2 separate regions of the Sus scrofa genome follow, and region 2 is linked to region 1. Evidence: chromatin contacts called from public Hi-C data. All regions are on one chromosome and are shown on one strand. Each heading gives the region's core, a stretch centred on a gene start, on an enhancer-like site or on the middle of the called end of the contact. The rest is flanking DNA. Distances are from core to core; before and after follow the strand shown.

Region 1 (5,384 bases), core at 759-3,258:
GTACAAAGTTTACAAAATGTCAACAAGAAGATGTCTGTCTATCTATCTGTGAATGACAGATGGAGGCAGGAAATCACTAGCAAAAGTGACCAGACTTCTGATTTAATGCCTAATCTGAAAGCACTCCTCCAAGTCCTATTGCACACCAAAGGAAATGTTGGAACTATACAGCAGATAAGCTTCCTTAGACACACACTCAGGTTTTTTTATTATTATTATTATTTTCAAATGGCAAACTGGACAAACAAAGCAACAAATAAATACCTGCGGCAAACGCTTGAAGCTGCTTCAAACTCCTACTGGTGAACTTGCACTACCTTCCAAACCCCGGCTTCCTACACTGTCTTAGGTGCAAATTTTAAACCCGGACACAGAACTCCTACACAGCAAAGAGTAACATAAATTAAGCAGATAGAAAGCTACTTCGTGAACAAGACGGGAAATGTCAAACAGAAAGAAAGAAAAAAAAAACTGTAATAACTCTTTGCACTTTATCCAGTTGGTTTAAGCAGGAGCCCGCCAGGGTTTTGTAAATAAAGCTGGAAACCTGATCCCCACGCCCTCTCTCCTCGGGCTGGGGCCCGGTCCCTTAATCCTAGAAATAGCGACCGCGAAGGCAAAGCGCTGCGAGAGTGCGCGGGCGCCTTTTGGTTGCCGAAATGTTAGATCAAAATCGACAGTTTAAGAGTTATTCTTAAAATTCTGAAATGATATATATGTAAAAGACACGAACTCACTTACTCCGAAGGCAAAGTTTTCCTTCCCTGGCCGAAGCAATCAGGGCGCCGAGCGGATTATTTTTAGGGTGGTGGGGGATCAGCTGCTGCCTCCTATCGAGTTTCTCAATAGCACAGACTGCTATGGGCTGGGGCGGACACTGCGACTCAGACGCAGGAAACTGGGCAGAAGCCCCGAGCGCCGCGCCTCGTACTGGAGACCCTCCCCACCCCCGCTCGGCCCAGCTTTCGGCACCGGAGCTGCAAATTTGGGACGCGCAGACTAGGATTTTACAAAATAACGTTCGTCCCCACAATTCATTAGACATTGAAATTTACAATCTACAATTCCGTTATCACTGGAGTCGGCTTTTCCAAAGTTAAAACACGCAAGGTCACTTGCACTTGTAATCGTTCCCCCAGGCTCTGTGTGCGCCTTTTTATTAACCAGATAAGGAAGCAGATTTGAGGGTTTCATCACTGTCCCCCATTGCGGACCTGGGAAATAAAGGCTTCATTCCAGGCAGAGGAACCGGCTGCCTGGCTGTATTCGTGCGTGCCAATGTCTCGCAGGAGTAAGGCAGGCTCAAGCTGGGGCCCCAGCGCCCCGGGAAACTTGGTGACTCGTCTGGACCAGTTGCCGCGCTACGGAAGAGCGAGCCTTAATCTTCGTCCCCGAAAGTGGGGCTTCGACTTCCACGGTTTATAAACAGTTTTCCCACTCTTAGCTCCCGACCAGAGAGTGCAGACATTCTCAAGGAGATAACATGTTTAAAATACACTCACCCCACAAGAACTCCCCCTCAGGACGCATGCCATAAATTTTGTCCCAGGCAACCCTCTGTAATCAACATTCGTTTTTATCGGGGGTCAGCGCTCAGTCAGCTTGAAATAACCATTGTTTTCGTCAACTGTCCTGATCTGATAAAGGATGGTCGGCCCGGCTGGCTGGTGCCTCCGAAGGCTCGGTGCGCGACCCCCGAGGGGCACCGCTCTAGGGCCGCGGGCAGCTGGACGTTGTCCCGGGAGCTGAACCCCAAGCCCCAGCGGCCGCTCCGACTCTGGGGCAGAGCCGCCCCCCGCAGGCATCTCCGGCTGGGAAGGTCGCTGCGTTCCTGGGTGAGGCCCGGCCTCATTGAAGCTGGAAGCCACGGCCGCTAGGAGTCTGCGGGGCCTCGTGGGGCGGCACCCGGGAGGGTCCCTGAGTCTCCCGGCCCGCGGACTTTGAAAACTCTGCTACTGCACCCTGGACTGTTTGCCGCGACGCGGGCGCAGGGAGAAAGCACGCTTGTAGAACGCGGATACCAGGACCGTGGCCAGAACCCTAGGGACCCGGCGAACTAGCCAGAAGCGGGACCAGAGGCTCCCAGCGCTTCTGGGCAGAGAGAACTGGAAATGAAGGGTGCAGATAATGCCCAGATATAGACCCTGAGTGTGCCCACACAAAACCAAGTTGACTTTGGGACTTTAAAAAGATGTATATTCCTACCGTTAAGCTCATTTGTTATGCTTAAATGTCATGCCTTAAAACATTCTTTTTAAGTCAAACTTTGAAAGTATGGAAAAGTATATGAGCCCTCAAACTTCTAAAACTACTGAAAACATTTTGTTACATTTTAACAAAAACAAACGGTAATGATAAAAAGCATGGACTCAAGGAAGCTAGCCTGCTGTCAAATCTTGTTACCCAATTAGTTGGTTAGCTCAGAGACTTTGGACAACTTGTTTAACCCCTCTGTGTATCAGTTTCCTCGCATATTCAACAGGACAAATTAAAAAAAAACTGCTTCATAGGCTTGATGTGAGAGTGAAGGAGATAATCCCTTTAAAGTGCTGAGACAGTGCCTGCCCTGTCAGTAAAAGCTAATAAGCGTACGTGCTATTTTCATCATTTTTTCCATGCATTTGTTGGGGGGGGGGCGGTGGTCTGGGACTGCTGCGTAGGTAAGTGCCCTGGCTAGGGATCACACCCCTGCCACATTTGTAACCCAAGCCACAGCAATGGCAGTTGGGAGTCCTTGAGCGGTAGGCTATCAAGGAATACCTATGAACATTTTATATTGTTGGCAACCTCAAAATAACTTGTCTCCTCATGGTATCTTTCAAAACAATTATTTTCTGGTTGTATTTTGAAATCTTTATAGAAATTATTTGAATGGCTGCATAACATTTCACTGTGTGGCTGTATCTTGATTTTAAGTCCATTTTTCTTATTGTTGGACAGAATTGCCAAATTTTCACTACCATATTTAATCCTATGATGAACTTTTTTATAAACAGGGGTTTTTTGGTAGCAAATAATTTCTTTAAGATATATTCCTTGAAAAGTAATTACATGATCAAAAGTAATAAATGCTTGCTGTAGAGCAGAAATTGGCACAATGTTGTAAATCAACTATATTTTAATAAAAGAATTTAAAAAGTAATAAATGCTTTTAAGGCTGTGGATATAGAATGCAAAATTACCTTTCTAAAAAGTTTGCATTAAGGAGTTCCCGTTGTGGCTCAGAGGTTAACGAATCTGACTAGGAACCATGAGGTTGTGTGTTCCATCCCTGGCCTTGCTCAGTGGGTTAAGGATCTGGCGTTGCCGTGAGCTGTGGAGTAGGTTGCAGACATGGCTCAGGTCCTGCGTTGCTGTGGCTCTGGTGTAGGCCAGTGGCTACAGCTCCGATTCGACCCCTAGCCTGGGAATCTCCATATGCCTCAGGAGCGGCCCAAGAAATGGCAAAAAAAAATGACCAAAAAAAAAAAAGTTTGCATTAAAAAAAAGTTTAGAGTTCCAGTCTTGGCTCAGCAGTAACAAACCCAACAAGTATCCCTGAGGACGCAGGTTCAATCCCTGGCCTAGCTCAATGGGTTAAGGATCCTGCGTTGCTGTGCCTATGGCATAGGCCAGCATCTGCTCTGACTCAACCTCTTGCTTGGAAACTTCCATATGCCGCCGCTGTGGCCCTAAAAAGACAAAAAAATGTTTTCGTAAACTCCCTCCATACTCAATAAGATGACCTATTACACTTATATCCAAACGACCCCTGAATCTTATCTTTTAAAAAATTTTGTAACTTAGATAACGTTATTAACAACCAACCCATTTTTCAAGTGTTCATTAATCTTTGTATCCATTCTATTATGAACAGCTTGTTCACATACTTGTCCATCTAATGCGCTTTGAGAATGTTTCTTATAAATCTTTTTTGTCTTTTTATGAATTTTTTTTTTTTTTTTTGTCTTTTTGCCTTTTCTAGGGCCGCTCCCTCAGCATATGGAGGTTCCCAGGCTAGGGGTCTAATCGGAGCTATAGCCACCGGCCTATGCCAGAGCCATAGCAACTCGGGATCCGAGCTGTGTCTGCAACCTACACCACAGCTCCTGGCAACGCCAGATCCTAACCCACTGAGCCAGGCCAGGGATAGAACCTGAACCTCATGCTTCCTAGTCGGATTCGTTAACCACTGAGCCACAATGGGAACTCTAGTCTTTTTATGAAATTTTAATAAGAGAAAGCTACCAATTCTGTTTCATATATGACAATTTTTCCCCAATTTGTCCTTTTAAAATGATATCGGTCCTACCTCTACAAAAAACAAAAAGATTGTGTTCATAATTCTATAAAATTTTTTAGAGCATACACCATGTGCTACATCTCCTGCTGTGTTACATAGAGGTCAGTGATGACCTGCAGTATCTCTGCCTTCATGGTTCTTCTTCCTAAGGGAAAGTCTACTTAGGCAAATGTGCTGCCTTTTTTTTACCACCATTGCATTGTATTCTGATGCTTAAGTTAATAAATATTAGCCTACTTTCATATTTGTTTAAAGATTTTTAAAAATTCAATTCTGGAATTAATTTTGGCATGTGCCATGGGATAAGAACATAAGTTAATATTTTGTTACATCAACATTATTTACTGAATAATCTTATTCTTTTACCCTGATGTATTACACTGCCTTTGTCGGTATTATAATATGATCTCTTTCTGAGCTCCCTGCTCAGTTCAATTAATATCTTTCTCAATTCTTCCTATTCTATTACTATGATCAGGTGAAATTATTATAGCTTTAAAGTATATTTTAACTCCAGTAGTACCAGTCTCCTTTTAACGCTTTTCACAATTTTCTTAGCTACTCTCTTTTGGAGATTTTACTAGAGTTTCTTTAAATCTAGGAAGTAATTTATAAAGAAATGTCATATTTTTAGTATTCTTTCCCATTTAACTCTTTATTTTGGTCTCTATATTAAATTTATATCAGTCTGTATGTTTCTTGTAATGATTGGTTATACAAATTCCATATATTTATTTTCATAGCTTGTACTGCTATTAAGAATGCAATATTTGTTTATATTTTTGTGTAAATTTTGTATTTATCTTATATCCAGCCACTTCTCTAAGCTTTCTCAAAAATCCCAATGCTTTGATCTGGGACTTCCCAGCCTCCACAACTGTGAGAGATAAATATTTATGTTTAAGCCACTCAGTCTATGGTAATTTGTTGCAGCATCTCACCCTGATTAAACCAACTTGTTTTCCTCTATCAAACACCTATTTCATTAATTCTGAATTCCAGAACAGTGTTAAACCACAAAAGAAGACAAAACTTTTTGTTTTCATCAGAAATGTATATACATATTAAAATCAACTTTGTTAAATATAATTTTCATAAAATA
Region 2 (5,056 bases), core at 1,166-3,665, 87 kb before region 1:
AAAAACACTCAGACACACTTTGGGAAGCTCCTCGAGATGCCTGTTGGTTGACTACACACACCTTTCCTTCACTCCTGTTCTTCTCGTTTTCAGTTTTATGTATTTGATTTGGCCTTTCTCCCCCATGCAGAGTGACTGGTCATTCCTCATGGGCATATTCACACATCAGTTATCAAGGAAAGGCCCCCACATCTTATTACCCATTGGAATGTTTCAAATATATTTTTTAAAAAGTCTACCTTCATCTTCATCCTCCAGTTGGGCTTTAGCCTCTCTTGAGTACATGGCTCTTCGGAGTGTTTTTCTCTCTAAAGTTGTTTGGTCAGCTTCCATATCCTGCAGTAAACATTGTGCTATTAATGGAGGAGCTCCCAGCCACAGGCAAGTTCAACTGACCAATCAGTGACCCACGCGTACCAAGTACCAATCATTGGTTATCTTTACACTCCACAGATGGACAAATTCTGTCACTGGAGCAGGTGCGGAGCAATGTCTGGGGTTTATAGGAAGTGCGTCAGAGCTCAGAGGCAGTAAGAAGTCAGGAAGAGTAGTAACAACATGATGGGACCGACCCTGGGGGCAGAGGAACACCTCCCAGAGCCTTAAAGTCTGGTCCCACCATTGCTACTTGTTTTGTTTATTTATTTATTGCCTTTTTTTTTTTTGGCCTATGGAGGTTCCCAGGCTAGGGGTCTAATCGGAGCCACAGCTGCCAGCCTACAGCATAGCCACAGCAATGCCAGATCTGAGCATGTCTACAACCTAGAGCACAGCTCACAGCAACACCAGATCCTTAATCCACTGAGCGAAGTCAGGGATCAAACCCGCAACCTCATGATTCGTTTCTGCTGTGCCACGTCGGGAACTCCTGTTTTTATTTTTATGTCACTTTCATGTACCCTTGTAATTTTTCTAACTAAAGATTCACCTATGTTTATAGATCTATTCCTTTAAAAATGCATGTCGTTCTGGATGAATTAAAGCACCCTCAATCACCCACTATTATTAGGAATCATTAAATGGACATGAGGTTTTAATGAGCATCTCACTAAGGGAATGGCACAAAAGAAAGGGACTTCAGAAACTGAAAGAAGGTGGGTAATTCTGAAGCAAAAGGGAAATGAGGGTATTCAACTGCCTAGCAGTTTAGAAGAAAGCCCTGGGAAGGGAAGCTCGGCAGAAAGAGAAGGGGGAAAACGCTACGAACAAAGTTGGTGAATGTTTAAGAGTTGTTCCGGACTTGTCCTGTGCTGAGAAAGGGAGAAGCATTTTGTTTTCTCCAGTCCTCTGCTAACAATATTCCACCCCCTTGACTTTAGATCTGGAGTGGTAACATCAGTTCAGTTACAACTGTGGAGTTAAATCAGCTTCTTCAGGACAATCTGGGAAACTAACCATATCCCTGTTTCTTTGGGGAAATGCATTCTGAGTTCCAAACACTGATCCACAGACTTTTGGAATCTATGGTAAATTGAGGGCTTCCTGTACATGCTGATACCAAAAAAAAAAAAAAAATCACAGTTCAGTTACATTGATAATTCAATAATTCTCTAGTGATCAATCTCTGGGTAGTGGTCTTGTTTTGTTTCTGTTTGTTTGGCCTCATACAATATGTGTAACTTAGGAGACCTGCTATTTTAGAAAGTTCTGTTGCTTTCAAGTTCTTGGTTGAAAGAAGAGTAAAAGTGAAAGTGTTTGTTGAAGAGAATTTTTTTAGAGACAATTCCATGTTAGCTTTTAACTATGCCTGATGATATGAAAACCCACACTTGCACATGACAGTAAATAAAACACAAAATTAAAAAGGACCAGATATTTTGTGTACAGTGAAATGAAATGAAATGAACCTGCACACAGAAAAATGGAAGATTTGGTTCTTGTTCAACTCACGGATCCGTGTGAGAAAAAGACTTTAATGTTGAATCATTTTTCTTATGAGTAAATTCTCATATTAGGCTTATTTGAGGTTAAATACTTTAAATTCTGTTGCTATTTGGATTAAGTTACTATACATTTAATTCCATTTATCCAATAAATATTTACTGGATGCCTGTGAACTGTGAGGTCAAGGTGAGGAAACTCCAAAGATGCTAGTTTCTTTTGCTTGATAAAATTATGTAGATATTGGGTGATACCATTGAAAGCAGAATTTTTAATAACATTTAAATCAACTGAAAGTTTTATCTACTTTTTATAGCTATCATTTCTATCCTTTTAAAATATTCCTTCCTGGTTACCCCTTAACCTTTAAACCTATAGGTCTGTCTAGAGCCCTTCAGTGAGATGCTTTGTGAGTCTTCTATTTTCACTCCCTTCTCTGTTTGCTTGATCTACTCTGGCTCTAGGCCAGCCTTTCTCAACCTCAGCACTACTGACTTCTTGCCAGAAAATTCTTTGCTGTGGGGGCTGTGCTTTGTTAAATGTTTAGCAGCATTCCTGTCCTCTACCAGCTAGATGCCAGTAGCTCTTGGCCACCTCTCCCCATGTTGTGATAAACGAAAACATCTCTAGATGTTGCTAAATGTCCCGCAGAAGATAAAATCGACCCTGGCTGAGAACCACTGTTCTAGGCAAACACTCAATCCTGCCACATAGCAAATTAAATAAGAAGCTGTCTTCATGAACACTTCCCCAAGGTGCTGTGTCTTCCCCACAGTGTGGGGAAGAGGATGAATTCCAGATTAATTTCAGGCACCTGCCCTTCTCTAGCTGCCCTCCCTCCATCCCCAGGTGAGGATTCTGTGCAGGTGCATGATTCTTGCTAGCTCCTACTGGCCACACTTTCACCTCACAACTGGATGCACCCTTCCCACATTCTGACTTGCTCTGTATCTCTCTTAGCTGATTTATAACCCTGTGATGTGTCTTTGCTTATAGACATATGCTATCTCAAGTGACCATTTCTAAATACAACTTAATGGACTTTCTTCTTGGCTTGCTCAACATTTAGTATTACTGTAAAATCAAGCCAAGAGAACTGTCTCTCTCTTTCTTTTCCCCCCAGATCTTCTTTCCAAAGTAAACCATAAATAGTCCACTCCTTAAGCTTACATCATATTCTGCTGTCCCTGGAATCTAGAACACTGAAAAAGATGTCATTTGGAGCCATCTCAGTTAAGTTTATGATCAAGCATCCCAGACATAATTCCTAAATGGGCTCCTGTCAATTGCACCTTGTAATGTTCTTACGAATAGTCTCATTTCAAATGTCTGTGATTTGTCCTCTTTTACTTAAAATTTTTTACATATCTTTTCTTCCTTAGGTAGTTTGCTTTTGAGATCTTTGGCAAACCCATGGAAGACAAAGTAATCTCGTGATTCGTCTGACTTTTTAATCTTCCTTTTGCTATGGAAACATAGATAATTATTTTCCTTTGTAAAATAAAACATTTTAATTTCTTGAGAAATTTGCTGATATAAACATTTTCATTCTATAATGTTCATTCCAAGTCAGGACTACCAAATTCTGGACACTTCCTAGTCCTGACTCAAGAGAAAAACATTTTGAAAATTTACTAATTTAACTTAGAGTTTCTCCTCTCAACCACGAGTTGTTCTCTCATCATGCTCCAACTTGGTTTCCAACTCTGTTATCATTTCATTCAATGTTATAATTACATCATACAAAATCATATCGTGGAATTACACTGGGCATGGACCTGGTACAACTTACTGTATGTACTGTACAACTTAGGCAAGTTACTTAGCCTCTCTGAACCTGTTTTCTCATCTATAAAAGTGAGGTCATATTTTCTTTGCTTATTTTTCATATTTTCAAGGCTTAATTCTGGGGTTTTGTGAGAATTAAATGAGATCATGTGAAAAAAAAAAGGCTTTGTGAACTTTAAAAAATATACAAATGTAAAACTTTATAGTTATTTCCTCCTTATGACTTTCATTCATCCCCCAACCCCATCTCAGACATGCTTTACCAGTGTACCCACAGCTCAGCTCTTCCTTCTTTCAAAATCATCTTAGAATTTTTTTTTTTTGCCCATAACCCTCCACTTGTAAGTGATGAGTGAAAATACTCTCTTATAACAGATGAGAAAAATAAAACATAGATGAGAAAAAATAAGATAAAGTGAGGCAATGGTATGCTTGAGCAAGTAGTTTAAGTTCTAAACACATGATAATTGCAATATGCTTCAAGTTCAAATAAATCCTCTAAAACCTGACATTTCATCCAAAAGATATCATTAAATTTTTTTAGTGTTGAAGTAGCCTATCGACTAATGATATATAAATGCACAATTATTTTGGATTTCAGATGAGACCTATTAGATTACCAAACATTAAAAGGTAATACATCTTAAAAAGCATTTTTAGTAATTATATACTATATTCCTGATTCTTCTGAACTGAACTCTGAACTTTTCCGAACTCTGAGCAATTACCTTTTCTAGTTCTTGATCTTGCCGATTCATAAGTGTCTTCCAGTGCTCATAAAGCTCAACATCTTTGGTTTGAATGTCCTTCAAAGTCCCCTCTCTTAGTACACTTCCATCTTTCATGGCTATGATCTAAGGAAAGCACACAATAGAAGAATTGCGACAAAAATCCTTAATTGGCCAAGTGAATTATCTTTATCTCAGACAGCATTTTAATGTGTCTATGCATTTTATATAACTGTAATAAAAAAGTAATGAAGTTTCTTTTAAACTCTTACCCAGTCAGCATGTGTTAGATATTGTAATTTGTGAGTCACAAGAACAAGTGTCCTCTTGTCATCTTGGAGAAATTTCAAAATCCCTTCCTGCATTAAATGGTCACTCAAGTGAATATCCAAGGCAGAAAATGGATCATCCTGCAACAAGGAAAATGGAGAGGTGATGAAAAGTTTTTATACTCTCTTTGTAATTCAGCTCCTCCATAAAGTAGGAAAAGAAATAACTGAGGGTAAATTATCCCACAAATCCAATTTATAATAAACAGACTCTGAATAACTTTAAATTACAGGAAAAGGTATTGAAATTAAAATGAAGCTTTCATTTTCTTCCACCTTAAAATAATTTTGAGTAAATAACAACGTTCAAAGTGATTTGAATTCTTATAC

What was found. A called contact is a pair of places that touch in the nucleus more often than the background predicts.
Region 2: a Hi-C map of liver shows a contact between it and region 1, with 3 times the contacts expected there. The contact joins the enhancer-like site here to the promoter of ABCC9 in region 1. A contact is called at or near these places in 1 of 5 promoter capture datasets (liver), 2 of 47 Hi-C or Micro-C datasets (heart right ventricle and liver) and 1 of 2 datasets of contacts at active chromatin or transcription factors (skeletal muscle).

What each region holds. Positions count from the first base shown.
Region 1 is chr5:51,533,155-51,538,538 of Sscrofa11.1, reverse strand. It overlaps ABCC9 (ATP-binding cassette sub-family C member 9), which reads right to left and starts at 2,008. Exons shown (of 40, transcript XM_021092240.1): 1 at 742-2,008.
Region 2 is chr5:51,620,995-51,626,050 of Sscrofa11.1, reverse strand. ABCC9 (ATP-binding cassette sub-family C member 9) reads right to left here. Exons shown (of 40, transcript XM_021092240.1): 23 at 4,670-4,807; 24 at 4,398-4,523; 25 at 240-336. Among named protein-coding and RNA genes, the nearest start is that of KCNJ8, 72 kb to the left of the region's middle. Within about 2 kb of position 2,415, at least 4 of the 83 cell types and tissues checked have an H3K27ac peak or open chromatin away from gene starts, as enhancers often do.